Linked DNA regions of Mus musculus: region 1 is linked to region 2. A link is a contact called in public HiChIP or PLAC-seq data. All regions are on one chromosome and are shown on one strand. Each heading gives the region's core, a stretch centred on a gene start, on an enhancer-like site or on the middle of the called end of the contact. The rest is flanking DNA. Distances are from core to core; before and after follow the strand shown. Region 1 overlaps 1700003E16Rik (RIKEN cDNA 1700003E16 gene). Region 2 has its middle 7.9 kb from the start of Gm38843.

Region 1 (3,480 bases), core at 900-3,399, 370 kb before region 2:
AGGTGGTTCTCTAAAAGCTGAAGGCCAGCCTGTAGTATGGATTAAGTTCCAGGCCAGTCAGGATTACATAGCCAGGATTGGGCTGCGGCGATGGCTCAGTGGATAAGAGCACTGACTACTAGCCAGCTTGATCTACAGAGCTAGTTCCAGGACATCCAGGGACATACAGAGAAAGCTGACAGAAAGTACCACATCTCAAGCCCCCTGGAAAAGTATGTACTGAGAAGCCTCCCTTTAGCCCTTGTCCCACCCTAGTATAACCTTCTTGCTTGCTACAGGTAATTGGTTTCTTGGTCATCTGGTAGATGTTTTAAATACAGGCTCTTATGAACACAGAGTTCTACTCCTTTCATCTCTTATGCAATAGGTAGTACAGTATAGAGACTTACATTCTGCCTTTTTTCCTTTATAGAATCTGTAAGGTTTATATTTTATGAGTGTTTTGCCTACATGTATGGTATGTCTGCACACCAGGCACATGGGAAAGACAGAAAAGGGCTTAGGTCCCCTGGAGCTAGAACTGGTTGGAGATGGTTGTGAGCGGAGCCATGTGGGTGCTGGGAATTGAACTCAGGTCTTTTGGAAGAGCTGCCAGTAACCACTCTTAACTAACACTGAGCCATCAAATTCAAATGAAGTGGGTAAATGTTTTCCGGTTATACAAGCTGTATTTGAAATCTCAGCACTTGGGAGGTTTAGGTATGAGGAGTTCAAGGCCACCCATGGCCTGACAGCCATCCTGCACTACAAGAGAACATCTCTTGAAAAACAGAGAGAGATCCTCATGTGTAGGTGTACATATTTATCAACTGGATTCCTCTAGTTACTTTGTTTCCAGTTGTATGCATGTGTGTTCATGTTTGTGGGAGCACACATGCGTGTATGTGCATTTGGAAGCCAGAAGTTGACCTGGAATCTCTTCCTCAATCACCCTCCTCCTCCTCCTCCTCCTCATTATTATTATTATTATTATTATTATTATTATTATTTTGAGAAAGGGTCTCTCACTGAACCTGGAATTCAATTCTGGCTAGACTGGCTGGCCAGCAAACCCTAGGGCTTGTCCCATCTAAACTTCCCCAGAATGGAGAGTATGGGCTGGGGGCTTATTTGCAGGTCCTCAATGCTTTGCTTTACATAGTAAGTGCTCTACTGGCTGAGCCAGCCTCCTGGCCCACTTTCTAGTCTTTTGCTGTTCCGTGTTGTGCAACCATGAGGGTACATAGGACATTTCACATGTGAGCATATTTGTGTATATATTAATTGCTTAAAATGTATTGGCTGTGTGTATGTGTCTGGTTGATACAATGTTTTTCTGTCATATGCAAAATTCTAGGTTCATTTCCCTGAACACAGGAGTAAAAATCAAACGGAAAAAAATAGGTGTTTCAATCCAAGATGAACTAATAAGCTCCAGGAGCTAGGAAAGGAGAGCGAATTAATGTGTGGACTCACTCTATGCTTATAATCACAGTTATGCACTTCCTCCCTTACTGAAAGGACAAAGTTCTGCCTGGGAGCCAGATTTACCTTACGGTCCTTCTATCTTCCCTTTTAACGAGTGTTTTGAGGACAGGGGGGGTGGGGGGTGGTGGAGGTGAGACAGAGAACGCTAGGGAACAACCTTATCCCTAAGCCTTGTCTCCTAAGCCATGACAACTGCGCCCCCTGGAGTCCCGTTAAGGAAATAAACAGGTTTGGAAGAAATGGCACCATCTTTGCCAGTCAGTTCCTGCGGCAATTCGTTTATTTTTGAGCAAGGTCCATTTCCCAGTGTGGAGGCTCAGGACCCAGAGTGGGGCACAGGCTTGGTGGGGAGCAGCCAGGCTTTGGGGGTCTCGTTCCTTATCTGTTTCATAATCACCTGAGGCTTGGACACACCTGTCTGGATGGGTTGCTGCTCAGGCGCCTGGGGGGTGCCTTCTTCAGCCTCCTTCCGGATGACAGCAGGATTGAGCAGCTCCTGGGTTCCCCGGTTCCACATACTCACACCAGGAACCAGCTTCATGGTTTCTGAAATAACCATGGGCTTCCAAAGCACTTGGGACGTAGCCTCGAGGACCTGGGGCGCCGCTAGGGGCCATCCAGAGTCCTCCTCCAAAGGTGTCACCTCCACAGGTTCCTGACCCTGTGGAGGCACGCGAGTCCGACCCGCCCACAGCTCTCCCAGCTGCTCCGCCTCCCGCTCCCAGCCACTTGGCCACTTAGCTAGGGGCCATAGTTTGGGGGTAGGGGTGCTGGCGACGTCGGGAGGGATTGGGTTTCTAGGGAGGAAGCGGAACCCGGGGCTGAGGAATGGCACGTTTGACCCGAAGGACGGTGAGGTTTGGGCCAAGTTTAAACTAGGATCCGGGCCCAAAGCACGGAATGTAGCACAACGCTGGAGAGGGAACCTTGGGCTAGAGACATGGGGTTTGGAGGGAGCACGCGAGCTAAGGGCTTGGGACTCGCATGCTGAGGTTGCGGTCCCAGCTTGGCTCCTGCGCGGGCGCCCGCGATATATTTCCAAAGGGTGCACTTCGAGGTCTGGGATCAGGACCTCGGCCACGGGGCGCACCCAGTGGCGGGGCAGCCGCGAGGAATCCATGCGCAACGTGGTGGTCTTGTGCTTTGGCCGCTCTCCCAAGACTTCAGGCTCCTGGAACGCGGAGGGCTCTGCCGGGGTGAGTGCACCGAGGTGGGACTCCGACCCTATCGGGCTGCTGTGGAGCTGGCCCTTGCTCTGCAAGCTCAGCCGGTCCCCTGCCGCGTCTGGCTGGGGCATGCAGAGGTAAAGATCCTCGAGCGACAGGTGTGAGCCGAAGGATGATTCCTTCTCAGAGGCCTGAAGACGGACTACTTGGGGCTGCTTCAGAGAAGACTGGGGGCTGTAGACGCGCTCGCCTTCCGCCGTAGATCGTAAAGACTCCTTCGAGGGCACAGCCAACATATGGCTTCCCTCTTGGCCGTGGGGTACTTCCAAGGCATCCCCGGGCTCAGCTTCCTCAAACGCCTCCAAGGTGGCCGTGGGTCTCGGGGTGACTTTGGGCTCGGCAGAAGGTTCTGAAGGTTGTGTCGGCTTTTGGGACTCTTTGTCCCACGATGAACCTAAAAGGAACTGGTCCGGGTTCCCAGGTTCCTGGGGAAACACACAAGGGTAATGAGTTGTTGGAAATGGAGGGAAAGGACCTCACTTCGTGGTCCTGAGCGGCTCCAGAGGAGGCTTCTGTCGGGAAGAGGCTCAGGGCTTGGGCTTACTTCGTTGTGGAACTGCTCCTCTACACAAACGGGCGCCGGTGTGTGCAGAACAGGCACGGAGCCCTGGGCCCAGGAATCCGTAGTGCATGCCAGGGGCTCCTCATCCTCTCCCCACGTGGGGTCCTCAGCCACTGCAGATTCTCCCTCATCTCGGGCCAGGAAGCGCCACTCAGTGATCTGCAGCATGGCCTCTCGGGCCTGGCTAATGGTGAATGGAACGCACTGTGGAAGCGAGGGAGGGTC
Region 2 (3,398 bases), core at 274-2,773:
ACCTGGAGGTGGGCATTGAGGCAACCCTCTTTCCTGACAATTCAACCTAAAGCAACCTGAAGACACTGCCAACTTCCCATTCTGAACATACCTGCCCTTCCCCCTTAGAGCATGAGTTCTCATTGGCAATGTACATTTTTTTGGTTGGTTGGTTGGTTGGATTTTGTTGTTGTTGTTTGGTGTGTGTGTTTTCTGTTTGTGTGTCTGTCTGTCTCCTCCTTTTGTTATGAATTCCACAGAGGTAAGGGTTGGACTTGCCTGTTAACCTCTGCATGTCAACTGGATACAGTCTGTACACTCTCTGTATCCTTGATGCAGGAGTGGATAGATGAATGAATATTTACAGGACCAGGGGAAGGGGGCCGGCCTTACAGGGTCAGGGAAAGATGTCTCTAGGATCAGCAAGTGTATCTCTGAGAGGCCCAGCCATCAGAGCCCCCAGAACTGTGTGCTCACTGTTCTTCAAGTGGGATAAATATTAACACAGCACATTCGCCCTGAAGGTGAACCCTGCACAGATGGCCTTATCTGTTGATATAATCATTAGAAATGTGAACGAGAGATGAGGATTCTTGGCCAGCTCCTTGTTGAGCACTGACTCTGTCCTCTGATTCTCTGTTCTCTCAAATTCCTGAGTTCTGTCTTCAGTCCCTGCCCCCCTGGCCCTGGCCCTGCCCCTACCCCCACCCCCACCCACCTTCCCTTGGTTCTGTCTTTTCTCTGTCTCTACCCCTGTCTCTCTTTTTGTCTGTGTGTCTGTCTGTCTATCTGTGTCTCTGTCTCCCTTGGTTCTGTCTTTTCTCTATGTCTGCCTGTGCCGTGTCTGTGTCTCTGCCTCTGTCTCTGTGTGTCTGTGTGACGCTGTGTCTCTGTCTAGGTCTCACTCTCAGTCACTATCTCTTCTCTATGTCCAGAGGACACTTTTTCTTTATGGCCTCTGTATTCCAGAAGGATTTCAACACTCTGGTCCCTGTCTAGGTCATCTCAGCTCCAGGCTCCTGCGTTTCTGGTCCTGGAGACTGGAGACCCCCCACTGCTCCCTGACCTCTGCCTAGCTTGAGCTCCTATGACTCGCCTGTCTCCTCAGCCAGATACCTATTCCCTCAGGCTTTATGCAGTGATTCTCTCTCTCTTTCTCTCTCTCTCTTTCTCTCTCAATGGAGGACTTTTTCATTTCTCATGTCTTTGTCATCTGAGGAGTCAGACATTACTTTATCCCAAATGCTTAGAAAAACATTTTTCACAAGAGAAAACCTCCTTTCTCTGTGAGCCCTTTTCTGCTTCCTCATTAAACTTCCCTTTTGAAAATGCCTGTTTTGATTTGTGTGTATAATCAGCACCAATTAAAACTGTGACTCAGTAGACAACAGAATGACTGCTGATACGTGGATGGGTGCACATATTGATTACTGTTCTCCAGAAATTCTGTAGCTCCTATCTGTGGGCACAAGATTGAGCGGGTATAAAAGCTAAGCAGGGAGTTTCAGTTGCCTTGCCACACTTCCCTCTGCGTCTTGCACAACCTTTCAAAGACCGTCTGCAAGTTTCCAAACACAGGAGCACAACTGTCCCCTCCTCCATTTTGCAGTGTCTATAATCTCATTCTGCTCTTGGAACAACTCGTTCTGTATCATTAAGCTGAAACCTTTCTAACTTAACAGCTATCTAATGTTCTATCATTTGGACAAATCATAGTTGACACCAAGCTTTTGTTGCTGGGACAGGGTCTCACTGCGCCACACAGGCTGGCTTAGAACTCACTCTGTAGCTCTGGCTAGCCTGGAACTTACTATGTAGATCAGGCTAGCCTGAACTCATGGATACCTGTCTACCTCTGTCTCTGCTTCACATTAGAGTAAAATATGTTTTCTAGAATACCTTTTATTTATTCACCAATAATTTTATACATAGAAACAATATATTTTGATCATTTCTATCTTTAACTTCTGCCTCTTACTTCCCCTGGACACCCTCTCAAATCTCTCTCCATCTCTCTCTGTCTCTCCCTCCCTCTCTCTCCCTCTCTGTCTCTGTCTCTGTCTCTCTGTATGTGTGTCTTTCTCTATTTATTTATTTATTTATTTATTTATTTGAGACAAGGTCTTACCAAGTATTCCTGGCTAGCCTAGAACTCACTATGTAGATCAGGCTGTCCACTCATGCCTTCTGATTGCTGGGATGAGATGTGTATGTCACCTTGTCTGGAAAGAAAATGGAATATATAACATTACACAGATTCAAGTAATTTTGTAAATAAAATCTTAAGAATTAAAATGGTTTTAGTTTTAATTAAAACAGCCTTTGTTTTTATTTATTGGTGTGGGGATGGGTAGCTAGGAGGATGCAAGTTTGTCACTGTATGTTTGTGGAGGTCAAGAGACAGTTTGTAGGTCTCAATAAGTGTCTTGGGATAGAACTCAAGGCAGGTTCCCACCACTGAGCCATCTTGCTGGCCCCATTTTCAATAAAAAAAAAATTGTTAAATTTCCCTCTGTGAGAATATACAAAACTACTATCTTTTTCAATATAGCTTTCAATATTGTATTTTTTTTTCATTTGAATTGAAAGTGCCTTGTAATTCAAATTTGCATCAAGAATTCTTAAGCATATTTATTTATTTCTATTTTATTTTACTTTCCTGGCTGACCTGGAACTCCCTATGTAGATCAGGTTGCCCTGGAACTCAAAGAGATTAGTTTGTCTCTCTCTGCCTCCCAAGTGCTTGGATTATAGGAATGCACCACCATGCCTGGCTCATGCATGTATTTGTATGGCCAGAGAATTTGTCTCCTTTTCTATGATCTTTTCATGTTTTGACCATTTCTTCCCCACATGAAACAACAGTTGTTTTCTCATTGGTGTGTAGCAGCTGTTCACATGTTAAGTAAATGTTTGTGAGAGGTTTATCCTGAGGATTTAAGAGATTTTTAACATAACCAAGCTCACCTTTCTTGGAGACATCAGGCTTTTGTTGTGTGAAAACCTCTAATGACAAAAGTTCTTCTATGATCTTTCCCTAATAATTTCATTCTGAACTTTGACTGTGATTTATTTTGCCGTAAACGGCAAGAACCCACAGCTATGCCATGTGTGGTGGCACATGCCTTTAATCCCAACACTCTGGTGGCAGATCTCTGAGTTCGAGGCCAGCCTGGTCTAAAGAGTTAGTTCCAGGACAGTCAGGGATACACGGAGAAACTCTGTCTTAAAAAACCAAAAAAACCCAAAACCCAAACAAACAAACAAAAAAACCATTAATATCACCATCAAAAACCCAAAGCTTAGTGTGGTGGTTCATGCCTGAGGTCTCAGAACCTTGGGAGCTGGAAGACAAGGTTTCAGAAAGAGGATTGGGGGTGGGGTGAGTTGGAGAGATGGCTCAGTGATTAAGAGCACTG

What was found. HiChIP or PLAC-seq counts read pairs in DNA pulled down with a chosen protein or histone mark.
Region 1: a contact with region 2 is called in an H3K4me3 HiChIP or PLAC-seq map of bone marrow-derived macrophages, with 4 times the contacts expected there. The contact joins two enhancer-like sites. A contact is called at or near these places in 2 of 115 datasets of contacts at active chromatin or transcription factors (bone marrow-derived macrophages and large pre-B cells).

The regions. Positions count from the first base shown.
Region 1 is chr6:83,161,195-83,164,674 of GRCm38.p6, reverse strand. 1700003E16Rik (RIKEN cDNA 1700003E16 gene) reads right to left here. Exons shown (of 4, transcript NM_027948.1): 3 at 3,238-3,459; 4 at 1,700-3,118. The coding sequence ends at 1,784. Among named protein-coding and RNA genes, the nearest start is that of 1700003E16Rik, 6.5 kb to the right of the region's middle. Within about 2 kb of position 2,149, at least 38 of the 459 cell types and tissues checked have an H3K27ac peak or open chromatin away from gene starts, as enhancers often do. A contact at or near this core is called in bone marrow-derived macrophages, where this site is marked.
Region 2 is chr6:82,795,611-82,799,008 of GRCm38.p6, reverse strand. No RefSeq gene overlaps it. Among named protein-coding and RNA genes, the nearest start is that of Gm38843, 7.9 kb to the left of the region's middle. Within about 2 kb of position 1,523, at least 68 of the 459 cell types and tissues checked have an H3K27ac peak or open chromatin away from gene starts, as enhancers often do. A contact at or near this core is called in bone marrow-derived macrophages, where this site is marked.